Linked DNA regions of Sus scrofa: region 1 is linked to region 2. The links are chromatin contacts, called in public Hi-C maps. All regions are on one chromosome and are shown on one strand. Each heading gives the region's core, a stretch centred on a gene start, on an enhancer-like site or on the middle of the called end of the contact. The rest is flanking DNA. Distances are from core to core; before and after follow the strand shown. Region 1 holds the start of INTS10 (integrator complex subunit 10). Region 2 holds the start of VDAC3 (voltage-dependent anion channel 1 pseudogene 5).

Region 1 (5,822 bases), core at 625-3,124, 670 kb after region 2:
GACTATAAAACTGCTTACTGAAACGCTGAATATTATCTCAAGTAGCTGAAAACTATCCAAATGTCCAACAATAAGAGTGGTTAAAAAAAATGCTATGCAGGAGTTCTCCCTGTGGCACAGTGGGTTAAGTATCCAGCTGTAGCGAGTTGGATAACTGTGGGAGGTTTAGGTTGGAACTCTGGCCCAGCACAGTGGGTTAAATGATCTGGTGCTGAGGCATAGGTTGCAGCTGTGGCTTGGATTTAATCCCTGGACCAGGAACTTCCATATGCCACAGTGTAGCCATAAAACGAAAAAAAAAAAAAAAAAAAGAGAAAAAAAAAAGGAAGAAATGTTTTTCAGATCTGAAAAAGAATGACATAGATCTCTATATGCCTACATGTGGGCCAAGAAAGAAAGCTGCAGCAAAGTGGGAATAGTATGAACTGTCACAACCCTCCCCCCATTTACTGATGAGTACTGTATGTCTACAGACACATATATACACACACTTAACTCTGGTTAAGGTTAGGATGGACTCCCACCTATTGTTCTCTACACTCCAGTACTGTCTGAACTTCTGCAAAGTTAAATTTTCCAAAATAAAATAAACTGGATAGTAGAGTTTTAACACGAATAAAACCTAAGAAGACCTCTTTGCATTAGATATGGCAGCAATTAATGCAAGGCCTGGATCCGTGACTGGGTAAGCTTTAGGCACCCCATATGCAGGTGAACTTGAAGATCTTCCCTCAGCTCCTACTTCCAAGGACAGGAACAAAACCTCCTGAGAGACCCAGCGGCGTCCCCACTCACATGTCGTAGAGCAGCCTCCCGGCGGTGGCCGTCCGCTCTGCGTTCCGCTCAATCGTGTACATTTCATACTGCAACACAAGTTAGAGCCAGGGGTCAGGCCCTTGGCCCCGGGCCAGCCCTGCTCACCCCCTTCGGCCCCCACCCCGACCCCTGGAGGTCCCAGAGTCAGGCATCACTTGGAGACACTACCACAGGGCTAACAGGCTCACTCCCAGCCCCGGTTCCCAGATGGGTGCAGGAACGGCTCAGAGATAGCAGGTGGCCACTAAGATCAGAATTACTGAAGGCACCTGGCGTCTAACACTGTAAGCTTAGGCGCTTCTCGTTCCCCTGATACACGTATACACTTTGATTGGCTGCAGATGTGGCGGCGTTCCATCCCCTTCCATAGCTACAGCCCAGAGTTATCGCTGGTGCTCACTACACAGCGCAGGAGCTCTAACCCGTGGGAACCTCAAACACCGCCCCGCCCCCATCCCGCCCCAACCCACCGCCGCGGTCCGGACCCAGGGGCCGGCTGGCAGCTTTCCCCGGCCGCACGAGGCGCGGTCCGGGCCGCAGGATGCTAACGCTCCCCTCTCCCGCGCCGGCCTGGCCTGGGGAAGGGCCCCGGGGTCCTGGGTGCCGCCCCGCGGGGCGGCCCCGGGCAGGGCGGAGGGGGGCTGGGAGGGCGCTCCCACCTGAGCGCGCGGCCCTGCCTCACCTGGATGTTGAAGTCGGTGGGGTAGAGGCTGCGGGCCGTGATTAGCCAAGCCTTGGCGGCCCACAGGTCCTGCTGCACCAGCTCCCGAGCTCGCTGCACCAGGAACTCGCAGTCGCCCTGGGCTGACATGACCCCGGCGGCGTCGGGCGCCCAGAGGCAACCGGACCTTCCGGCTAGGAGACACCACCACTAACTAGTGCCGCCGACGCCGCCGACGCCGCCGACGCCGCCGCCGACGCTACTGCGCATGAATGGAGTCGGGAGGACGTCCGCACGTGGATCCGGAAGGGCTTCCGGGTTTTGTAAGCAGCCTTTTCGTGTCGGTTCTCCGCCTCCGCCCAGCCCCTTCCTCTTTTGAGGAGCTTGGGTGTTGGTCCAGACTCTTCCAGGTCGCCTCCAAGACGTGGAGAATCGGATTCTCAATCTTGCGGACTGGGGTGTGACCCTGGTACCTCCAGGGAGCATGCGCAGAGCCTGGTTCCTCGGCGCCGGGAGGCGGGCGGTTGGTGCCGCCCCCAGTGGCCGGCGCGTCCCGGCGCCCTGAAGCCACCGCTGGGGCGGGGCAGAAGCTGGAGGGCGGAGGTTGACGCGGAGTCGCTGCTGGTTCGAATGGACAGAAAAGCCTGCGCCAGTTTGAGTTCGGTGGGAACGCCGGTGCCATGGAGCCTCGGTACCGCCCTGTCCCACTGTTGTTGCGCCTTTATTCCCTGGTTTCTTCAACAAACATTTATCGAGCGGTTGCGGTGATAGTCCTTGGAGAGTGCTTTGCTGCGTGCTGGGGAACTCCAGAGTTGATTATCCTGGTCCAGCCGGAGTTTACATCGTTGGGGATGGCTGACCTACAGAAAACAGCTGTTTAATCATCTCCTCCAATCGAAATCAGTGTCCTTTTCACCAAATAAAATAATCTCCCTGCTCTCGTGAAGGGAGGCCGCACTCAGGAGCCAGAGGCGTTTATTTGCCTAGTAGGAAGAATGTGCCAAAACGTGGGTTCTAAACATTTCATTGGAGTTTCCAATCCAAAGTCTATACACAAGAATTTTAGCAAGTTCTAGTACCACTGATAGCTTCTATTTGGATCCAAGATTAGAGATTCAAAGCTGCTTTGTTTGTAGAAAGAAGGAAGGAAAGAAGAAAGAAAAAATTACTATATACTTCTATACATCGAAAAATTGTACACATGTTAAATATGAATGTATACGTTGCACAGTATATACATTGTGTACCAAAAGTGTTGCCTGCTATCAAGCCATCAGCCACTGTAGCACGACCCCCTCAGTTCCTGATGTTGCCTCATGAGGGGAGTTCAGGATGGAGAAAAACAGGATCCAGGCGCTAGTTAAGATGCATATCTAAGGAGTAATTTCTTTTCTTTTTTTTTTTTAAGGGCCCCACCGGGGGCATAGGAAGTTGAGTGGGAGCTGCAGCTGCCAGCCTGTACCACAGCCACAGCAAGGCCAGATCCAAGCCATGTCTGCCATCTACACCACAGCTCATGGCAACAATGCTGGATCCTTAACCCACTGAATGAGGCCGGGGGTCAAACCAGAGTCCTCATGGATACTAGTTGGATTTGTTACCACTGAGCCACAATGGAACTCCCTCTTCTCCCTGATTTTTAGCTTGCAGACCTTGAAACCTGCATTTTCCTCTTAGAGTAGCTGCCTCCTCCTGGGCTTATATCCTTCCTACTCATGCTAATGCCTTGCTTGGACACTCAGCATGTTCAACATCTTTGCTTCTTACCCACCACTGTATCCACTGTTCAAATTAACAACCCTGGATCCATCCTGTGGTATATTTTCTTGGATTGGATGTTGTGACTGGCTTGAAACAGGTACAATATATATTCAATGAACACTAAGGAGGCTGTTCTGTTGGAGAATAGCACAGATTGATATGTAATAACAGCACAGATTGATGCTGTAATAAATTCTTGGTTTTAGTATCAGTTTGGGTTCTCAGCTTCTTTCACCTCCCTTCTTCCAGTTAGGAACTCTGGATCTATGAACTGACAGGAGTCTGGGTGTTGGATACTTTCTGTATAGTCATTCAACTAAGATTTCTGCTTACCTGGCTTAGATTTTCTCTGATTTTTTTGTTTGTTTTTGGTCACACCTGTGGTGTGCAGAAATTCCCAGTCTAGAGATAGAACACACACCACAGAAGTTACAATGCTGGATCCTTTAACTGCTAGGCCACCAGGGAACTCCTAGACTTTCTCTGATTTTTTTTTTTTTTTGGTCTTTTTAGGGCCACTCCCTCAGCATGTGGAAGTTCTCGAGCTACGGGTCCAATCAGAGCCAGAGCTGCCAGCGTACGCCACAGCCATAGCAATACCAGACCCAAGCTACATCTGACCTACACCACAGCTCACAGCAGCGCTGGATCCTTAAACCACTGAGCGAGGCCAGGGTCAAACCTGCATCCTCACAGATACTAGTCAGGTTCATTTCCACAGAGCCACAGTGGGAACTCTCTCCAATTTTTTAGATAAAGCCATACCTTGGTGGAGGCTGTCCATCTATTTTATTCTTGGGAACTTTATGATCAACTAGAAATTGCCAGAGACCCTGAGAGGCTAAATGCTCCAATGGCCATTCTGCCCTGTGCTTTATTATGTTAATTGTGCCCACTTTGTCCCTGCTGGTCCTTGCTGGTCAGGTGCCACCACCTGACCTCTACCACACAGGGGACCCATTATTCCCACTGAAATCAGGATACCCAATTCAATGGCAGTATCTCCCAGTAACATCTCTGGCCTACAGAGGACAGTCAGATGATTTTTATGGATGCTGGTGCTCCCTTCACTAAAGCATTCCTGGGCCTCCTGGGTTGTACAGTAGGGGTTGGCTGGGCTGGGTGCACATAGTGAATTAACACCAGCATCCCATCTCACTAAGCCATCAAACTCCTCTAACATATGCTAGGAAAGTTTCAGCATCTCAACCTGGGCCGTCTAGGAACCAGGTTTCAATCAGCTGTACAAGCAAACCCTTAGCACCATTTGGTACCGTAACAGCCATTTCAGGACCAAAGCAAAAGAGAGAGCTGCAGCTATGGTAACAGATCCAATTGCATCCAAAATGTCTGTGATGAATAGGGATATTGTATGCAGCCCCTGACAACGCCTATTGGAGCAAGACATATCCATTTGACAGGCAGTTCCTTGGCTGCTACTGGATATGTTGAATCTAGAATTCTTGGCAAGTGCACTCATATTGATCAGTTTCGTCCTCTCTAATTTTATAATCCATCCTATTTGGTCAATGCCTTTATTGTCCATTCCAAGGATCTTGTGGCTGTGAGTTGGTAGAATCCTGCAACTCCTTTGGAATATACTTTTTCTCTTCCTGAATTAGGTTTTGTGATTCACTCTTTAGGATGTATAGGAATTTCTTTTCCTAAAAAAAAAAAAAAAAAAGTTTTACTTGGAAATAATTTCAAACTCACAGAAACGTTACAGGAATAAAAATAGGATAAAAATTATCCATACACCTGTTAGGGGTTGAATTGTATCCCCAAAATAGATATGTTGAGATCATAACCTTGATACCATGGAGTGGAACCTTATTTCGAAATAGGGTCTTTACAGAGGTGATCAGGTTTTTCGCTTAAGGTCTTTAGCTTAGGCCCTAATCCAATATGACTGGTGTCCTTAATGCAAAGGGGAAATGTGAGCACAGAGAAACACGCAGGGAAAATGGCACAGGAACATGAAAATGGAGATGAGTGATGTGTCTACGTCTAAAAGCCAAGGAACGAAAGGTTTACAGCAAAGCGCCAGCAGCTTTTGCAGGCGAGAGCCCTGGAACAATTTTCCCATCACAGCCTCAGGAGGAACCTTGATCTTGGACTTCCAGCCTCCAGGGCTGGGAGACAGTACATTTCTGAGGTTTAAGCCATGCCAAGTGTGTAGTACTTTGTTGGCAGCCTTGGCAAGCTAATGCATACTGCTTACCCACGTTTGTTAATTGTTAACATTTTGTATCACTTGCGTGGATTTTCTCTCAATAAATATGTGCATAATATATATTTTACTGAACAATTTATGAGTAAATTGTATATGTTGTGACCCTTTATTCCTAAATATTTCAGGGTATGTTTTCTAAGAATAAGGATATTCTCTTATGTAGACACCACAGTGCAGTGATCAACTTCAGTACATTTAACCTTAATAAAATCGTTTCATTTACTCTACATCTATGTTCCAATTTTTTAATTGACCCAATAATGTCTTATACAGCATTCTTCCTCTAGTAAAGGAGCCACTCTTGGATCAGGTATTGTGTTCACTTTTTACCTAGTGTTCTTGAATCTGGAA
Region 2 (6,202 bases), core at 1,072-3,571:
GCGGGGACTGGCCCCTCAGGTGATGGGACGCCGCTCCGCCACCTGCTCCCCTCCTTGCCGGCCACTGGGGCCCTCGCCGGGCGTCGGGTCGGCCGGGAGGTTGGTTTTGAGGGAAGTTGGGTCTTCGAACCCCGAACTCACTCGCGCCCCCGGCTTTCTCTCCGGAGTCGGCGTCCAGCTTCGGGGGTCTTCCACTCCCTGCGGCCGGAGGGAGGATGCTGAATGCACTGCTTGACGAGCTGCCGGTCCCGTTAGTGATGGTGTAAAGCTGTGTTGCTAACCCACTCCCTCCCCCCGACTGCGGCTAATGCAGCCCCGGAACGCCGTGCACGTCCACGGGCGAGTGCACTTGTAGAGTAATGGAAACGTGTGGAACGTGAAGTCTTCTCGAGCTTTTGCTTGATCATACCAGCAGTGCATTTCCCATCAGAATCACGGGCCTGAAGAAATAAGCTTGAACCAGGCGAACTTGAGGTCAAATCCCCTATACAACTTTTGCAAAGTGTCTGGCAGTAGTTTTGAAAACGAGGCACAATGCTAAGAAAGATTGTAATTGGTTCCTAGATGATGTTTCTAAACATTTAAGTGTATCTTTTCTCTTGTCAATAGATTAAGGCTTTACAGTCTAGTTTTGTTTTTTAACGTTTCTGTTTGAATATATAGTGCCTGCTTTTCTCTGCTTATCTCCCAACCTATAGACTTCTGACACAATTTCAACAGATACCTGCGTCAGTTGTGATCATAAAGAATACTATCAGATTGCAATTGGCAGGGTGTAAAAAGTCTAGAATTGATTATTTGAACACAAGGGAGTGAATTGTAAATTAATTTCTCTGGACCTGAACTATGAAACCTTGTGGTTTAAACCAAAGTTTTATTATGCTATGACTCAGTACATTTATCTTCTTTTATCTTTTCTATACGCTTTCCTCTTAACTTTGTATGTATTTTTATACTATATCATACTGTCTATCGTATTTGACAGGTCTAAGTTAAGAAAGAAATTTTAAATGGATTCACAATTAAGAAGTACACCATAGGGGTTCCCATCGTGGCTCAGTGGTAATGAACCCAACTAGTATCCATGAGGATACAGGTTTGATCCCTGACCTCGCTCGGTGGGTTAAGGATCCAGCATGGCCCTGAGCTGTAGTGTAGGTTACAGAGGTGGCTTGGATCCTGCGTTGCTGTGGCTGTGATGTAGGCCAGCAGCTGTAGCTCCGATTAGACCCCTGGCCTGGGAACTTCATATGCCAAGGGTGAGGCCCTAAAAAGACCAAAAAAAAAAAAAAAAAAAAGGAGGTACCATAAAGTGTGTGTTGTGTTCAGGTGTGTTGGGATGGGACAGAAACTTAGCAGAGGGCCAGATTAAGAGCTAGGCTAAATATAAATAAATAGCAGATTGAATGTGTATTTGCTCCAGGCATAGCAATAGCAAGGGCTAGCTGGTGCTCTAGATTTTTCTAGAGTAATGGGGAGTAGTAATGGGGTTGCTTGAAGCAGTTCTACAGTTGGTTAGACATGGCTTTTGAGGATACTGTAGGAGGAGATTTCCTGTTCTGCAAAGAGGGCAAAGGAAGCAGCAGTGTCGATAGGCCTGAAGATTTTGATGTGAGGGTCATATTGGCAGCAGAAAGGCTGTCTGAATAGTAAGTAGACAGGGTGAAAGATCAAGCAAGCACCTTGGGTTTTTGAAGGCTTTAACTTGAGAGTATACACTGATTTTTGTTAAGCCGATTACTTCAGGTAGAATCTAGCCTATTTCTGGCTAATAGGTAAGATTATAATACTTTATTTTAAGAGCTTTGAGAGAGGGCATATTCTGGATGGGTGTATTTCACTTATTCTTAGTTTAAGGACTGAATTTCAGAGTAGCCAAAATGTTAACCCTGAAGATTTTAAATTGCATCTCTTTTTCAGTTCCTCAGAAAATTTACCTTGTCATCTTATACAGCTCTTTGGCTTTATAACAGCCCAAGAAATACTTTTCTAATGTAAGTTTTTGCATTTTTAAAAAGTAAAAATATAGTTTTAAAAAAGCGTCTCCTTCAGCCTGTGAGAAATTTCTTTTCTTGGAAAGAGGTCAGAAAGATGACCTCTGTGAGTCTCATGAAAAAACCCTTTTATTCTCCAGTGTTCTGGAAAGCTCTTTTTAAAGGAGCAGAATGCTTTCTCTTAACCTTGCTGCATTAGGGTATAAGCATTAACGATGCAGAGGAAGAAAAAAATGTATACCTCTTTTCACAGGACCAAACAGTTGAACACAGAATAAATGCAAAATGGTTATTTTCATTCCTTTGTCCTCATTTTTTTTTTAAGATATGTGTAACACACCAACTTACTGTGATCTAGGAAAGGCTGCCAAGGATGTCTTCAACAAAGGATATGGTAAGTGTGCTATTGTAAATTACCAATTTGGGTAAGCATTAATACTGTATATATTAAGCTATATGGGAGATACTGTACTTGATAAAATGAGGTTAAGTCAACATTAATCTATTTCATAAGATTTAAGGGGATAACTATTAGCAGATTACTAGATCTCTTTTTTTTTTAGAGTTAGAGGCCCTCAAGCATTAAAAACCATTGTGTACATAAGCACATTTGCGTATTTTATATTATCTTTTGGGTGAAATAATATAAATCTGCAATATTTTGCTAGGGCCTTTTGCTAGGCCCTGGGGACAGTTAAAGTAGGGGACATATTTTTGCTCCTCCAAATAATGACAGTGCTTTCATTATTTGAGTGAAGATACAGCTTTTGACTTCTTTGGAGGAACATAGAGTGTTTGAAACCAAATAGACATTTATCTTTGGTGTTTAAATTTTTAATTTTTCGTGTTGTACTCATTTGATTTTTTATTTACTAATAATGTTAATTGTGTATTTTTATATTTAAAGCTTGTGTATATGTCTACATAATTTCTCTTAATTTTGATTCTTAAAATAGTATATGTTCCTTTCATCCATTTGTTTTTTAACTCATTTCAAAAATATGCCTTTAGTATTTTGAGGGACTTAAAAATTATACTTATTTTGTTATAATTCAGTTTCTTGTGGAACTCCCACTTAGTGAGAATACTGTGTATTTTCCATATAAAATGTACTGTGGAGTATTTTCATAATTTCTAAGTTGCAAAGACTAGAGTGCATGTTACATTTTGTACATTACTGTGTTTTTATGTGTGTGTCTAGGGTTTGGCATGGTCAAAATAGATCTGAGAACCAAGTCATGTAGTGGAGTGGTAAGTACTTAATGTATTTTTAATATATTTGACATAATTATCTTAAAGAAACCTGTTTAAAAATCATTGTTTTTTTTTTTTTTTTTTTTTTTTTTTGTCTTTTTAGAGCCGCATCCACAGCATATGGAGGTTCCCAGGCTAGGGGTCCAGATGGAGCTATAGCTGCCAGCCTACACCACAGCCACAGCAACGCCAGATCTGAGCAGCGTCTGTGACATGCACCACAGCTCATGGCAATGCCAGATCCTTAACCCACTGAGTGAGGCCAGGAATCGAACCCACAACTTCATGGTTCCTAGTCAGATTCGTTTCCGCTGCACCATGGCAGGAACTCCTAAAAGTCATTGTTTAGTCAGATTACTTGAATCACATGCTTTTCCTGCTAAGCTGTCTTCCCTACAGTCTTCTCCTCCTCTCAGGGAGACCCTTTGTGTCTGTCATAATAAGAGTGTTCTGAGTCTTATTCTTAAAAGGCGTGGTGTATGTATACACACACACACGTATATATGGGGGCATATATATATATATATATATATATATATTCCCATGTATATGCATTTTTTTTTGACCTATGCCATATCTTTATGCTTTCATGAATATGTATGTGGACACTAAAATCTTTGCCTCCATTATACTGGGTTCATGCAAATTTTATTGTCTTTTTATAAAAACAAAACTGATTTTAATCCTTTCATGATTAGTTGAAACAAATGTAGAAATACATGTAGAAGATTAGTCTACAGTACAGTTTTTATTGATGTTCATGAAATCTTTTTTACTGGAAGTTAAGAATATGGTAAGGGCTTATCAGCATATTGTCACAGCACCTTTAACTAGAGCTTTTATTCAGTAAGTCTCAGCATGTCAACTTGAGAGTCAATTTAGTCTTTGACTTCTCCTTATTGACTGTACCTTTTTTGTTTGGTATTTACCTGTTCGAACCAGTGCAAATTGTATTTCTGGATATAATGATTTAATTATAAAGATAAGAAGCACGTGGAGTAGTTATGGTACTGTGCCTTACATTCCGTATAATCCTGGTTTGTCACTATTATTCTTTCCCTGGGTTTTCCAAGGGTAAATATGTATATATCTGCCCTTCAGGATGGGATTTTGTTATATTGTCTGTTAAAATAGAAAATTTATACTCATTTCGATTAGGGTTTCTAAATTTGCTCAGGGTAGGTTTCTGTTGCAAAAATCAACAACTGAAATTTTTATCTCCCTCTCATGCTGCTGTTGTGTGGAAATATTCATTCAGATGGTAAGAAAAATAGCATATTTGTGTGCTTGTTTTTATGGCTGCTTTTTCTCTGGTACTGATTTAGGATAAATTTCAACCATTGCTCCAAATTTCTTAGATCATATCTTGATATTTTTGTGATACGTCATCTATAACAGTAACATGTTTATGAGTGTTTTGTTGTATACTAGCATTTAATGGAAAACTGTAGATATTATATGCATGTTATAAATAAAAATTTTACACTAGATAATTGTTTTATCTAATTATGCAATTAGACTAGAGTGGAAGTAACTGTGAGACTGGAACTCTGCTTAGGAAAATTCTGACCTTCTCTTTGAGATTTGTACCTCTGGCATTTTAGATTTTTGATAGAGCTTCAGACTAAGAAATGTCTGCTGATAATAAGAAAGAAATGTAGACTAAATACTCTTTTACCTTTTTTGCACGAAAATTAAGGTTTGTATTTGCTAATCTTTCAAGTTTATAAAAGGTACATATGAAAAATAAAGCATTAGGTAGTTAGATATATTAAAAGAAAGCGATATGACCTGTTAAACATGACCAGCATTTATCATTTTTTACCAAGGCCTTGCCTAAGTGTGCAGCATGATACTCTCTTTGAAAGCTTTCTGTGTGGTGCTGATAAACAGATCACAGTTTCCCAGTTGTTTCAACAGCTCATAGAACAAGAGTTGGGAGGAGGGTATTTGGTGAAGGGAGGATTCACACTGCAGGCAGTGAAACAGCTTGGCGGCCTTTGATGCCTGGTGGCAGTATTTCAGAAATGTTCTTTAAAAACAGGGCCAATCAGAATGTTTTTTCCTTGACAGTTGATAGACTGTCAGTGACAGGTGTTGACTGTTGGTATCCCTAGAAGGAGGTCAGTTTCTCATTGCTTATTGTCATGTGGCTGAAGGAATACCAAACTGGGGAGGAGGATATATTTTCAGGCACTCATAGTAACTGTTTGACAGAAAGTACTTTGAAAGGTAGATGGGGGAGAGGGAGGAAGAGGGAATAGTTAGAATATTCCATTTTATTATGAAAAATGGAATGATCCTTTCAAATATTGAAATTGTTTATGTGGAAAATTTTACAGATAGTTTTGTGGGTAAAAGCTGTAAGCCTTCCTAACAGTGAGAATTTATTTAATGCCAGTGAACTATACACATAAACATGGTTAAAATTGGGAGTTCCCATTGTGGCTCAGCAGGTTAAGAACCCAACATAGTGTCTTTGAGGATGCAGGTTCCATCCCTGGCCTCACTCAGTGGATTAAGGATCCAGCATTGCCTTAAGCTGTGGTGTAGGTCACAGACACAGCTTGGATCCTGCATTGCTATGGCTGTGGCTGGTGTAGGCCACAGCTGCAGCTCCAGTTCAACCCCCAGTCTGGGAACTTCCATATGCTGCAAGTATGGCCATAAAAATAAATTAAAATATTTTTTAAAATAACAAGAATGATTAAAATGGTAAATTTTACATTAAGTGTATTTCATGGTAATACAAATACTTTTTTTTTTTTTGCTTTTTTGGGCTGTACCTGTAGCATTACAGCATATGGACATTCCCAGGCTAGAGGCTGTGTTGGAGCTACAGCTGCAGGCCTACTCCACAACCACAGCAACTCAGAATCCAAGCCAAGTCTTCAACCTACATGACAGCTCACGGCAATGCCAAATCCCCGACCCACTTAGTGAGTCCAGGGATC

What was found. Hi-C and Micro-C count contacts between places; a contact is called where the count stands out from the background.
Region 1: a contact with region 2 is called in a Hi-C map of heart right ventricle, with 4 times the contacts expected there. The contact joins the promoter of INTS10 here to the promoter of VDAC3 in region 2. A contact is called at or near these places in 1 of 5 promoter capture datasets (liver) and 1 of 47 Hi-C or Micro-C datasets (heart right ventricle).

The regions. Positions count from the first base shown.
Region 1 is chr17:12,085,946-12,091,767 of Sscrofa11.1, forward strand. It overlaps INTS10 (integrator complex subunit 10), which reads right to left and starts at 1,875. Exons shown (of 17, transcript XM_003134201.4): 1 at 1,499-1,875; 2 at 796-863. The coding sequence starts at 1,627.
Region 2 is chr17:11,410,678-11,416,879 of Sscrofa11.1, forward strand. It overlaps VDAC3 (voltage-dependent anion channel 1 pseudogene 5), which reads left to right and starts at 2,322. Exons shown (of 8, transcript NM_214364.1): 1 at 2,322-2,388; 2 at 3,196-3,245. The coding sequence starts at 2,322.